2 separate regions of the Anas platyrhynchos genome follow, and region 2 is linked to region 1. The links are chromatin contacts, called in public Hi-C maps. All regions are on one chromosome and are shown on one strand. The core of a region is the stretch at or near the end of the contact, and the rest is flanking DNA. Distances in the headings are between cores, read along the strand shown.

Region 1 (6,334 bases), core at 1,978-4,477:
ACAGCAGTTATCTGCTTCCAGTTGAGAGCTGTATGTCTTCACCTTTTTAAGTTGATCAATATTATTATGAAACAAAACATAGAACAGAACAAACCCCCCCCCTTTTTTTTTTTTTAAGAGTTCACAGTTCCAATCCTCTGATCAGTGTACCTGTTTTTTAGTCCATCCTTCTTGTTGTTTACCTGTCTCTTCTGTATTAGAGGCTTCTAAATTTTTGAGACATAAGCTTAATGTGATCTTTCTTCTTCCATTGTTTTCATTGTGTATTGTCATCTTTTTTCCCCCCTCTTCCCTTGAGCCTTTCAGCTGCATGGTTTTAATCTTAAATGTGTTCAACTAGTTCTGTTCCCAGTGTTGGTTGCTTGCTTGGATTTCCTACTCCCTCGTTCCCCCACACATTTGGTTTTGTCATGGCAAAGTGGACAGCGGGTCCTCATCATTCTGGCCCAAATGCAATTCCTTTAGACCAGTTATTCCATTGACTTTGGTCTTCATTTCTAATGCTAGTCTATAGTGGCTAAGTTTTCAGATCTCCTCCTTGTAGACCGTTCATCAGCCGTGGTCCTTCCTGTGTTTCTTCTGAGGGGTGATAGCTGGCCATCACAGATTCCATGTGTCTTCTTGCAAGTATTGACATTCTTGTCCATTTGGTGTGTTACTTGAAGTCTCAGCAAGAAGTCTTAGAGAAAAGGAAAGTGAATGTGGCATAGATTAAGGTCAGCTCTTCCCAGGTAGTCCTGCTCATTGCTCATTATTACTCGCTGTTAGGACACTAAAAATGATAATTGCAGTTCTTGTTCTTTCATCATCTTTGGTTTATACACTTGGTCCATCTGCAAATTCTGCTTGCTACTTCTTTGTACTTGAAAGTATTGTTGGAAAAAGTTGGTCAAAATGGTCTGTTATTTCCAGTATTGCTATCTCTGGCTTCCTTTGATTCAGTCAGAGTGAAGTGGAGATTAAATTTATATCCTTTTTGTAATACTTCAGGGGGAAAGAGAACAATTTTCTCCATAAAAAAAAAAAAAGTTCATTTGGAAGACTGTAAGTCGTATCATATCACATAGAGATGAAGAGGAACATGTCTGCAGAGAAACAGTGGTTTCAGAAGTGATGTTCCTGGATTTCTGGCTGCATTGACCTGCCCTTTAGTCCAAGCATGAATTTCTTGACTCGTGCCTATTCTTTTTTACCATCCTCTTCTTGAATTTTAAAATAAAAAATAAAAATGAAAATGCAAGAAGAAACTTCAACTGGATGATGTAAAGAAGGATTGTCTTCTACCTGGATCTCCTTCAGAGGTCTCATTTTGATGGCTCACCACTGCCTGCGTTGTGTGAGGTCCATACAGTGAGCTCTAACGTGTGTGTCACGGGAGGTCCTGGTCCTGCTGATGCCTCCCAGGCAGAGTGCCCCTGCATGGTAGCTTTGTGTGCATGTGTAAGGTCAGTCACTGGTGGAAGAGCAGTGCTGAAGAGGAGACACTGGAGTCCCTTATTTTCCTGTTAAGCAACTTCACCTGGTGAATTCCTAGCTACAGCAATTAAAATTAGTTGCCTTATGTCATGGAAGAACCTTTCCCCCAGGCATCCCATGAATACCCTGTTTTACCTTCTTTCCTCACCTCTTTTAGGCAACTTGACTACTTCAAAGATACTCTTGCACCTTCTCACAAGTGTTACAGATCTTTATTTCTCCCCTTGTAAGTTACCTGTGAGTTGTTGTCCAAAACCTCTGCATGCTGCTGCTCTCCTGTTGAGCTTTTCTTCAAAGGCATACAGAACTTTCAGTCTTTGCCTTGCATCAGTCCCCACTCAACGTATGCAGTATACCCTCAAAGGATATACATGCACCTGATTTAAAAAAAAAAAAAGTGCTTTTGTGCTTCCAGACCGTCTGCATCATTTTTAGTACTCTTTTATTATAGCTAATAAAAATCAAGACTTTAATCACCTTTTGGTACTTTCCAATCTGTCGTTTTTTTCACTTCCCTGCTATTAGTTGCTTGTTGCATCAATTCATTAATTGGTTTATAGGCTTACTGAGTGACTATTTCATTTCTCATGAGACTATGATGTAACTTTACATTTTTGGCTACTTTGAATAAATTGGAATGTCTTCCTTTAGATTCTGTATCCCTGTACCAATGGATTTCATGGCTTCAGCAAATGTCTCAATTACTTACAACCACAATAGGAGTTCACAACATTGGTTTTTTTTAATTTTCTTGATTAGTTCTCAGTGGACTGATGATTCCAAACTAGGATTTAGTCCAGTTACGCAGTTCTATTGCACTAGGTATTTTTTCTTCGGTTTGAGGCAGAATTTGGGCTACCAGTTTTGAAGTAGAAAAATAGAATTTACAGCTTTTCCCTAACGTTTTACTTAACTTTTATATTAGTGAAACAAATTGTCATTCTACATAATATACCCATAACTGGATATAAACAATGTGCCTACCACATTTATTCAGCATATTTTATAAGGGAGATAAAAATATCCATCAGCAAATATCTAGGTTTTCAAAAATTAAGGCTATGGAGAAAAAAAATAATATGTATGTATGAAGGCTTGGAAAGGAAATGGGTGGAGAAGTGGCAGTAGGGCAGGCCTGCTGTGTTCCTGAGCTTAGGCTGCTATTTGTAGGTATCAGGGCTAAATAAAAGACAGCTGTGGATTGCAATTTCTTGAAAGCAGTGTATCACTGTTTAAAACTAACTTTAATCCTTGCAGACCAGTAATGGAGGAGGGAGTTTAAGTGATTACTCCTCCTCTGTCCCATCAACTCCAAGCACCAGCCAGAAGGAGCTACGGATTGATGTTCCTCCCACTGCCAACACACCAACTCCTGTCCGTAAACAGTCCAAGCGCCGATCCAACCTCTTCACGGTGAGTGAGCCCAGGAAGAGACTATTGCTGTGTTTTTAGTAGTGCTCTGTGGTGATGGCCTGAACTTCAACCTGGTTGAGTTGAGCTGGTCTAATCCAGACAGGAGTGGTGAGATGGATCTGTAGGCTTGAAAACAAAAGCATTTTAGAATTACAATGGGGCTTAAACAGAGACTAAGTACGGTGACGGTGACATGTCCATACTGGGAATTTCAGTGGTTGAATTCTGGAGCCTTTGTTTGAATTGAATTCTGAGGTCTGTCTAGATTCCAAGGTTTGGCAGCCTTCCTATCACCAGTAATCAAAGACAAAGTTGTGTCTCTGCTCCTAAACCCTGCCTGTGTGCTGAATAATACTGCTGACTCAGGGCTTCCTTGTGAAGTTTCCAGTGTTTATAGAGAGGTCACAGTGTTTAGCATGGGAATTCCACTGGGTACTGGAAAATAACCACCCCTTGCTAATTTTGTTACTATACAGTCTCAATGCACTTCTATTTTTCCAGGGCTAAAAGATATGATGGAGATTAAAATGACTTTTTCTTCCCAGACCATGTGATTTTTGCAGAGGAAAAAAAAGTTACTAAATAGAAAGTGTGACTGGTCCACTATGATTGATCTTCGGTATGCACAATTACTTTGGGAAATAATGAAGCCTTGAGTGATGATTCCCGTATTTTAGCAGTCTTGCTGAAAGCTTTGTGATCTTTTTTTTTGATACTCCCCTAACAAATCCTTATAACAAACACAAATGGTGATGGTAGCTACACATCGGTTACATTTAGAAAGCCATGTCTTCCCAGTCATCATAAAAAGTTGGTATTTTGTATTCTAAAGATGACCCTGTGTTTACTTCCCAAAGCTAGCTAGCTCTTCAGTTTTATCCAGGAAACACTTACAAAAATGTTTTGTTTTTTTTTTTAAAAAAAAAAAGTTTTGTAATCTAAACAATCTGTCTTTCAGCCTTTAGCAAGTAAAAAGTTTTGTTATAGTTTTGGAGTGCTGAGTGACAGCGCAGAGTCCCGTAGATCACCCTTGGTGTGCCCATCTTGTCAGTGATATTTTGGTTTAAAACTGTACCTCTTCAAACTCCTATGAAGTAATTAAAATGATGCGTTTTTGTTCAAGGAGTTTTAACAACAAAAATGCAAAAGTGTCATACAAAAGCTTGTCAAATTTTGACACTGACATTTTGTAGCAATTGTGAGGATTTTTCCCTCCGTTTGCGGGAATAGTGGCTCCTGTTGAGGAGTACTCATGAGTTATTAACTCCACTAGATGTCAGTGTCATCCTAGAAACTGCGAGCGCAGTCATAAATCTGGGAAGAGAGCCGAGACCACTCCAGCGTCTGTCAAAAGCATTTGCCGACCGTTTCCCGTCTTAAGTATGCATAAAACGCTGTGAGGGCTGTTTAGATGTTGTTGACATTTGGAAAACTGGGAGTGATTTATATTTGAGTAGGTGTAAATTTGAGAAAGTGAATAAAGAGAAACACATACATCTACAGTCGAGGCAAAGGGCTGAGGAGAATATGAAATCAGCTGTGTTTGCTATAAACAGGCTAAACTGGCTGGTTTGCGATAGCTGATAGCACAGGGAGAACCAAATTTTCTAATATAGAGGATGTTGGCAGTTGTCTTAATGCCGAATAACTGGGGAAAAATTAAGGGAAAAATAAGTGGTGCGGGGAAAAAATTGTCTCTTCAGAAGTATTTCTGTCTTTTAAGATGTGGTCATATTGAATGCAGTGCAAAGAGTTGCCTTGTAATCCATGTCCTGAAATACTTTAATACTGACCCTGCTCTAAAAGGTTTCATACCGTATCAACCAAGTTGTAGCCCAGAATTACTTAATTGAATAAATAAATGACTAGTATTTCCTGTCTAGTTATGAAAAGAGAGGGAAATCAAAAATATTTTAGTTAGCTTTTTTTTTGCTGTGCTTGTTTCCTAGCTTGTTACTTGCTTATGACTTCATTGCTTAGGTTTGTTTAATTGCAAATTGACCCTCGTTATGTAGCACAGGTAATAGGTTTAGTTTTCTCCATGAAGGTCTTCTAGTGTTAGAAGAAAAATTGGTTAAGCAGAGAACAGATGTGCTTTTTTCTTAAATCTATGACAGATTTTGAATTGGAATAGGGTTGAGAATTTTAAATGTTTGTGTTTCAGTGCACTGTATGCAGTATGTGATCTTTTCAACTGTTGGATATTCATGTTTTCCGTCAAGCTATCGTAGCAATAGCTGACTTTCTACTAGGGCTTTAAAATAGATCAAATAAAGCAGAAGGGTAAATGTCTTGTTTTGTGCACTGCACAAACAGAAACAACTAAATAGTATTGTGTAGCACAGGTGAGGATTTACACTTGAGCAAAGCACTGATTGTAACTACTTGTCAGATTACATATGGGGTGAATGAACTTGAGGTGCAGTAAGATGCATCTCCTTTCTCATATTCAATATTACCTGTCTTACATTATTGCAGATTTGTGAGAGTGTCTTTTCTTAAAAGTTAGAGTTCATTTCATCTCAGTATATTGGAGATCAGTATTTGTACTTTCTGGGGCTCTGTGGACTGTTGAGACAGGATTCTGGTGGTGCCCAAACCCAGGTGCTGTATCATTCTGGGTCTGAAGCAATCTTGTTTCACAGTCCTGATTGATTAAAAAAAAAAAAAAAAATCTGCATATGGCTTGTAATGCAAAGGGAAAACGGGTCAAATGATATTCATGCAGCTTTGTTCTGTTGTGCTTTTTTTGGACTTTCTCTGGTTTGCTTTAATGAAGCTTTAAATAGAACTACTTAATTTGTAAACCTAACATCAGAAGAAGTCCTAGCAAATGTTGATACACAATGGTTTAGATTTTTTTAGTCTACTGGATATAAGATGAAAGATGTGCATTATGGATAGGTGCAAAACCATGAAAGAGCAGGTTATCTATCAATTTTACTATATATTTTTTTGTTTTTAAACAGTGGAACCAGATAAAATTCTCCCCTTTGAAAATTGTGTGTATTCTGTAATTATCAGCAGCTAAGACAGAATTTGTTTAATATACATTCCTATATTTCTGTACTTTTAGCACTTGGCAATATTTTGTATATAGGTATTTCCCTTCTATCTGCAGTGTTCTTTCCTGATACAGTATGGAATACAAAATGTGATGATTTAAAAACAAAATAAAAATTAGTGCATAGGTATTTATCCCTTTCAGAGATTGGTTCCTTTCTTTTTAAAAGTCAAATAAAAAGAAACATTCAAGTTGACAACTTCCCTCCCAAGGATTTGGCTACCTTCACTGAGTTTCTTTAAAATGTCACTTAGGGACGCTTTGCGCTATTGAAGTATTGTTTTGTGTTTTATTATTGGGAAGTGGCACTTTCAGATTCAGAAATCTGTCTTGAAGGAAGAGGAACAATAGTTATCTTGAACATCGGATTTCACCCCTCCC
Region 2 (6,847 bases), core at 311-2,810, 200 kb after region 1:
CTCTGAGGGCAGGGGGGGGGGATCAGGGTCGGGCTTGCTCCAGCTGCTGGTGCTGACTCCTGATGGCAAACCTGCTGACGTGCACCGGGATGGGCACCACGATCTTAGGGTTTCGGGACGGCTCCCCCGTCTTGGAGTTGGCGTTGCCCGCCTTGACCCGTTTCCATTTGGCCCTCCTGTTCTGGAACCAGATTTTCACCTGCACCTCGCTGAGTTTGAGGGCGTGCGCGATCTGGGACCTCTCGGTCAGGGACAGGTACTTTTTGCAGTGAAACTCCTTCTCCAGCTCCAGCAGCTGCTCGCTGGTGAAGGCCGTTCGCCTCCTCCGGTTTTTGCCGGTGGACGTGGTGTTGTTGGAGTTGTTGGCGCTCTGGGGGTTCTCCTCCAGCGCGTTGCCAGAGTCCTCTTCCTTGTGAGCCGCCTGGCCGGGGATGTTGTCGTCGGAGCTGTAGTCTAGGTCGCTGTCCATGGAGAAACTTTCCTCCTTGCCCTTCGCGTCGTCCTCCCCCTTGGGGTCCTCCTTCCCCTGGCCCCGCAGAGCCCCAGCTGGAAGCGAAGCAGAGGGGGCAGAGGCCCTCGGTTAGCGGCTGGCCCCTTCCATCCCGCGCCCCACCACCTCGGAGGGGGGGATCTGGGGGTGGGGAGCGGGACACGGGATGGGGACCCCCGGGGATGCAGGCTGGGGACCCTCGGGGTTGGGGGCTGCAGGATGGGGACCCGTGGGGCTGCAGGATGGGAACCCTTGGGGTTTTGGGATGCAGGATGGGGGCTCCTGGCGATGAGGGCTGCGGACCCCCGGGGCTGGGGGCTGCAGGCTGGGGACCCCCGCCGCCCCTCGCCCCCCAGCCCGGCGCCGTCCGCCCCGTCGAGGCGTGCGGCTGCTCCCCTCGGGCCCCCCCCAAACTCACCGAGGGAAGCCTGGACGGCGTCGGCGGCCGGGAAGGGCAGCAGGGCGCCCCCGTCCTTGGCCAGGAAGGCTTTGCCGTCGTCGCCGCCGCCGTCGGGGGGCAAGCCGTCGGCTTTGTCGAAGTTGCCCGGGGGCGCGAACTTCCTGGCGGCCTCCTGGTGCTGCGGGGAGGCGGAGAAGGCTCCGGGCAGCGTGGCCATCAGGGTGGAGGTGAGGGCCATGCCCTGCGCCAGGCCGGAGCAGAAGCCGGAGGGCAGGCTGGGCAGCTGGTGGTGGTGCGGGTGCGCGGGGGGCAGCGGCGGCTGCAGGGCGCCCTGCGGCAGGGCGGGGGGGGGCGGCGGCGGCGGGGGCAGCACGACGGGCCGGTAGGGCACGAACATGGGGTAGCCGGTGTAGACGAAGTGCCCGGGGGCCGGCGGCGGGGGGCTGCCGATGAGCGAGTCGATGCTGAAGGCCGTGCTGCTCCCCAGCGGGCGCTGCATCATCATCAGCGAGGGCTGGAAAGCCGCGCTCATGCCGGAGCAGCCGCCGCCTTCCTCCTCCTCCTCCTCCTCCTCCTCCTCCTCCTCCTCCTCTTGGTCGTTCCTCGTCCTCAGCGCCGCGCAGCGCCCACGCGTGGGGCACAGCCGGGGCGGAGCGGGGCCGCTCCCCGCAGCCGCCGCCGCCGCCGCCGCCGCAGCCCGCACATGGGGGCCCGGCCGCCCCCCGCGCCCCCCGCCGCCCCCCGCCGCTCCCCGCCGCCGCGCTGCCTCTGCCCGCCCGCGCCGCCCGCGCCCATTCACATTTTGCCCGGTGGGAACCCGCACCGCACCACGTGCCCGCCGCCGCCAACGCCCATTGGGCAGGGAGGCGCGAGGGGCGGGGCTTAGCCGCCTCCGGACACGCCCCCTCGCTACGAGGCCACGCCCCCTCCCTCCCTCCCTCCCGCCCCCCCCCCCCGGCCCACGCGTGGGGGGCGCCCCCCCCGTGGGGGCCCCGCGGGCGCGGCGTGGGACGGGGCCCGGCAGCCGCCCCCCGGCTGAGCGCCCGCTGCACCATCCTTTTTAACCAAGTTATTCTGTCTTTTTTTTAACCTTTTTATTATTTCTTTAAAAAAATTATTATTTTTAAACTATTTTACTATTTTTTTAAATTGTTCTTTAACTCTTTCCTGATTTTTTCAACTTTTTATAACTACTTTACGTTTTTTTTAACTCATTCTTAGTTTTAACTCTTATTTTTAAATTACTTTATTTTTATTTTAACTACTTTATTATTATCATAACTACTTTATTATTATTATAACTCTTTATTATTATTTTAACTGTTTTATTATTTTTTTGAAAAACTATCCTATTATTAACAACTCTTTTTCTTATTGCTCCCAGCTTTTCTATTATTTTCTAACTTTTTTCCTTCTTACTATCAACTCCTTTCTCATTTCTTAACCTATTTTATCCTTTAACTATTTTACCACTTAACCATTTCATTTCTTAGCTATTTTATTATTAAACAATTTATTTTATTATTTAAACAATTTTATTATTTTTTAAACCAATCCATTATTGTTTTAAACTATTTTACTGTTTTTTTAACCATTCCATTATTTTTTAAACTATTTTAGTCTTTTTAACTATTCCATTATTACACTTTATTATTTCTTTAAACTACTTTATTATTCCTTAAACTACTTTATTATTTTTTTAAACCACTTTATTATTTTTTAAAGTACTTTATTATTTTTTTTAAACTACTTTATTATTTTTTAAACTATTTTATTCACGCTTTTCTCTCCCTCTCCTTTTTTTTTTTTTTTTTTTTTTTTTTTTTTCCCCAATCTGAAAAGCCCCCAAATAGGCTCCATGTGGTTCTGGGTAAAGTCAGCCCCTGGCTTGGCTTTGAAATTGCTTCTGCAATTATGTAAAAGAGCCATTCAGCATCACGGCGGAATTAAAAGCGAGCGAGGCTGCTCCCTTTTCTCCGGCGAGCCTCTCATGTTGGCCGGCTCAAAGCCTTTCCAACACGACGTCTTTGCTGAGGACAAAAGGCGGAACAAAAAAAAAAAAAAAAAAAAAAAAAAGAAAAAGAAAAAAAAAAAGAGGGGAGAAAAAAAAAAAGCCCCCAAACTTGTAAATTGAACGTCAAGGGAACTTTACACAATTTCAAAGGCCATAAATAATGATAAAGGGACCAGGCGAAGAGGCAAACCCAGGCAATTAATGGAGGTTCCCAAGCAAAGATCAAGTGGTTTGGAAAATAAAATTAAATGAAAAAAAAAAAAAAAAGTAAAGAAAGAAAAAGAGCTAAAAAAAGAAAGAAAAAAGGAGGGGGCTGCCCAGGGTGGGCCCCCTCCTCCGGGACAACGGCACCGGCGGCCCCTTGGGGCTGGTTTTGGGGTGCCCTTGGGAGCGTAGGGCTGGGGAGAGAAGAAGTGGGGGCCAAATCCTGCCCCGTGGTGCTGGTGGCACATGGGGTGAGGGGGGCACGCAGGGAAAAGTGGGAGCATGTGGGGTGTGGGGGGCACACAGGGGTTGGGGAGCACGTGTGCCAATGGGGTCATGCATGTGGGGTGAGGGTTGGGGCGCCTTTTGCCCCCCAGCGCCCTCCTGCCCAGCTCCTGGCTGCGTTTTTTGGGCCCTGGCACCAAAACTTTGTCACTTCTGGGCCTGGTGGTGGCTTCACTGCCCGGTCAGGCATGGCTTTTGGGGTGCTGAGCTCCCCTCGATGCCTCGAGCAGTTCCAACCCCAAGTGTCCCACCTCCACGTGTCCCATCCACGCACCACAGAGGCCACTTTGAGCGCATCTTTGACCTCCATGGGCACAAGCGGGGCTGGTGCCCACCAGTTTTCCCCCACCCCATGACCCACCAGACGTTGGGGCTGACCCCAAAGCCGTGCTTGCTCCCCGTGGTCCTGAGCCCACCCTACAGCGCGGTGGGGATCCTGCTCTCCATCCCCCCAAAATGGGGAAACCCCTTCTCCATCCCCCAGCGTCCAGAGCGGGCTCTGAAAGCTTGGGGAGAAGCAAATCTGTGCTGGCAAGTCATCGTTTCAACAGAAAATTTAAAAACAGAATTAAAAAAAATAAAAAATAAAGTCTTTTTTTATTTTTTTTTCAGGAAACAGCCTCGGATGGAGGATCTGGGAGATAATTAGGCACGGTAATGTGCCGGGGCATGGCGATGTGTACCAACACCCAGCTCCTGCAGCTGTTTTTTATTGTCAGCCCTCTTCAAAATTTGCCCACAAACAAGTGCCTTTGCAAGACGGGCGTATTATTTCGGGCGAGAATAGGCTTTTGTTCGGCACATAATTAGCTGATTTTTCTCCGCTGCAGAAACGCCGGCGATCGCTGGCTGTCGGAGCAGCAACCGGAGCGTGGTCGTGCCTGGGAAGTGGGGCAGGGGGGACCCTCGGTGGCCCCCACGGCTGGGCCCACGCAGCAGGGGCCTTTCTGGGGGTCCGAGAGTGGGCACAGGGTGGGAAGGGGCGTTTTGGGGACCCCCCGGCACGGAGGTGATGCTTGGAGAGGGTCCCGCACCACCTGGGGGCCAGGCGGCCCCTGGGGGGGGTTGGTCCCCAAAAGCCTTCTCGCCAAGGGGTAGGGGGTCATGCTTTAAACAGGAGGATTTTGGGAGGGGCTCCCACTCCAGCTGCTGCCCGGACAGGGGGAAGAGGCTGTGAAGTACATAAAAAGAGGGATTTTTCCCCCAAAAAAGAGCCAGCACAGGGAGGAGAAGGAGCTTTCTGCAGCAAGTAACCGTGGGCGCAGTGGAGGGGGAAACGCATCAGGGGGAGCTTGGGCCCCTTTGTGGGGGGGGTTCAGTGGTCAGGACCCCCCTGGTGTGGTCAGGACGCCCCCGGTGAGGTTAGGACCCCCACCCCATGTGCTGTGGGTTTTTTTTGGGGTGCATGGGGTCAGCTCCATCCTCCCATGGGGGCTGCAGGTGGGGCAGGGCGGTCCCGGTGGCTTTATCAGGGTCTTTTAGAGCCCCCCCCGAGGTGACTCCTGCGAGACCCTCCCCCTCCCCCGGGGAAATGTTTAATTACACGGGAAATGTGGAAAAAAAAAAAAAATCCCTTTTCGCAGGGAGCCTCTGGGCTGGGGAGGGCGGGCAGGGCTGCGGCGGGAGGGGGGCGCGGGGCGCGGGATGCCCCACGCGTGCCCGTGGGGGGCTCCCCGGGAAGCCGCCCCCCCGTCCCTCCGCCCCCTCGCTTTGCAGGCGGGGAGGGAAGCCCTCGGTCGCTTAATCCCATTAAACTCCCTCGCAGGTTCCCGTTTGAACTCATTTCGGGCTGGGAAAGGCGCAAGGCGCTGATTTTTTTAAATTATTATTATTTTTTTGGTGGTGATGCGTTTGTATTTCATTTTTTCCTTTTTTTTTTTTTTTTTTTTTTTTAAGGGCGTGTGTTTATTTATTTATTTATTTATTGGTATGTGGTTTTATTTTATCTATCTATTTATTTATTTCTATTTTCTTTTTCTTTTTTTTTTTTTTTTTTTTTTAACAAACTTGAAGGCGCCGCCCGGCGCTCCCCCTCCCCGGGATGCTCGCTGTGGGAAGAGGATGCTAAAAGGAGGAAAACGCCGCCGTGCCCCGCTTTTTCTTGCTTAAAAAAGAAAGAGACCCGGCTCCGGTAACCCCGCTTAACAGCCCGAAATTCGTTCGGATGAGGAGCTGCGGGTTTTTTTTTTTTTATTGCTTTTCTTCTCAATTTCTACGTGTTCCGATATCCGGAGCCAAAATATTTGAGGAGCTCCGAAGGGGACCTCGGCGAAGCGCGGCGGTGCGGAGGGCTCCTCTCTAGCGGTGCCAACCCGCACCCACACGCACACAGATCGCCGCTTTTCGGGCGCCGTAGCGCAGAAACCTGCCGGTTTAAAACCCCGAATAAAAGTCTAAAATATTCCCGGGTCAGGGGGGCACCGTCTCATTAAAACCACCGCGGTCCTGAAACTGCACTGCAGACATTAAAGTGCAGTATTTTTCAATTAGAGCTGACGAATTCAATCAAAATTCCATAGATTAGGATGAAATGAGGCATGGGTCATTTACAGGGGAATTTAATTGCAGAGCCATTAGACAAATAGTATATTTGCCATTCTCACATTATCCATCATTTTAGACATCAATAGAAGGAGCAGCATCTTTACTAATACAGCAGCACTTCCCAATCTCTGCCTGTAAACACTCCCTTTCCCCATAGCTCCTGATTATATCTGATTTCATTTAAAGCCATGGGGGATTATAAATGTTCGTGCAATCAGGTTCATTAGGACTTCAAAAACCTCATTTCTGGTTTGGATTGCTTTGCGGATCGCCCGCCTCGCTGCAGCGTGCGCGGTGCCTCCGCTTCTCAAATCAAACGCCGCTTCATTACCGGGGCAGCTCGGGGCTTGATTAACCCCCCCTCCTCGTCCCCCCGACCCCACGCGTGTCCCCCCCACCCCACGGGACCCCAAAACCCGTCCCCACCCGACCCCGAGACCCGGAGCCCCCCAGGACCCCGCGCACCCCCCCCGCAGCCGAGCGTGGGAAACCCACTCGGGACCTCCCCACCCGTGGGAAACGATCGCGGAGCCGCCCCACGGGGGGTGCAGGGAGGGAAAACCCCGGCCCCGCCGCCGGGAGAGAAGGTCCCTGATGCTTTCCCCTAATAGCAGCTCAGTATTAAGCGAGTCCCATAAACCACGCGCGTCCAGAAAGACCTCGGGAAAAAAATACAAAAAAAAAAAAAAATTAAAAATAATAATAAAGAAAAAAAAATAATAAAACCCCTCCCGGAAAGCCTTCATTTCACCCAAATGCCTCGTGTGCGCAGCGCTGCGTTAGCTGCCTCAGTAATTTAATTGGAATGAAACGTGAAAAATGTGTCATTTTTGAAGAATTTATGCATCGCTTCCTGGAAATCTCATTGTCTTAACTAGCAGCCTACTGCGTTCTGTTTAGCAGTCATAAT

The links. A called contact is a pair of places that touch in the nucleus more often than the background predicts.
Region 2: a contact with region 1 is called in a Hi-C map of skeletal muscle, with 3 times the contacts expected there. The contact joins the promoter of GBX2 here to the enhancer-like site in region 1. A contact is called at or near these places in 3 of 8 Hi-C or Micro-C datasets (liver, skeletal muscle and subcutaneous adipose tissue).

Annotation. Positions count from the first base shown.
Region 1 is chr7:30,338,199-30,344,532 of IASCAAS_PekinDuck_T2T, forward strand. AGAP1 (ArfGAP with GTPase domain, ankyrin repeat and PH domain 1) reads left to right here. Exons shown (of 20, transcript XM_038182545.2): 9 at 2,734-2,889. Among named protein-coding and RNA genes, the nearest start is that of AGAP1, 180 kb to the left of the region's middle. Within about 2 kb of position 3,228, at least 2 of the 8 cell types and tissues checked have an H3K27ac peak or open chromatin away from gene starts, as enhancers often do.
Region 2 is chr7:30,537,553-30,544,399 of IASCAAS_PekinDuck_T2T, forward strand. GBX2 (gastrulation brain homeobox 2) reads right to left here and starts at 1,561. Exons shown (of 2, transcript XM_027462178.3): 1 at 909-1,561; 2 at 1-546. The coding sequence starts at 1,422. The coding sequence ends at 23.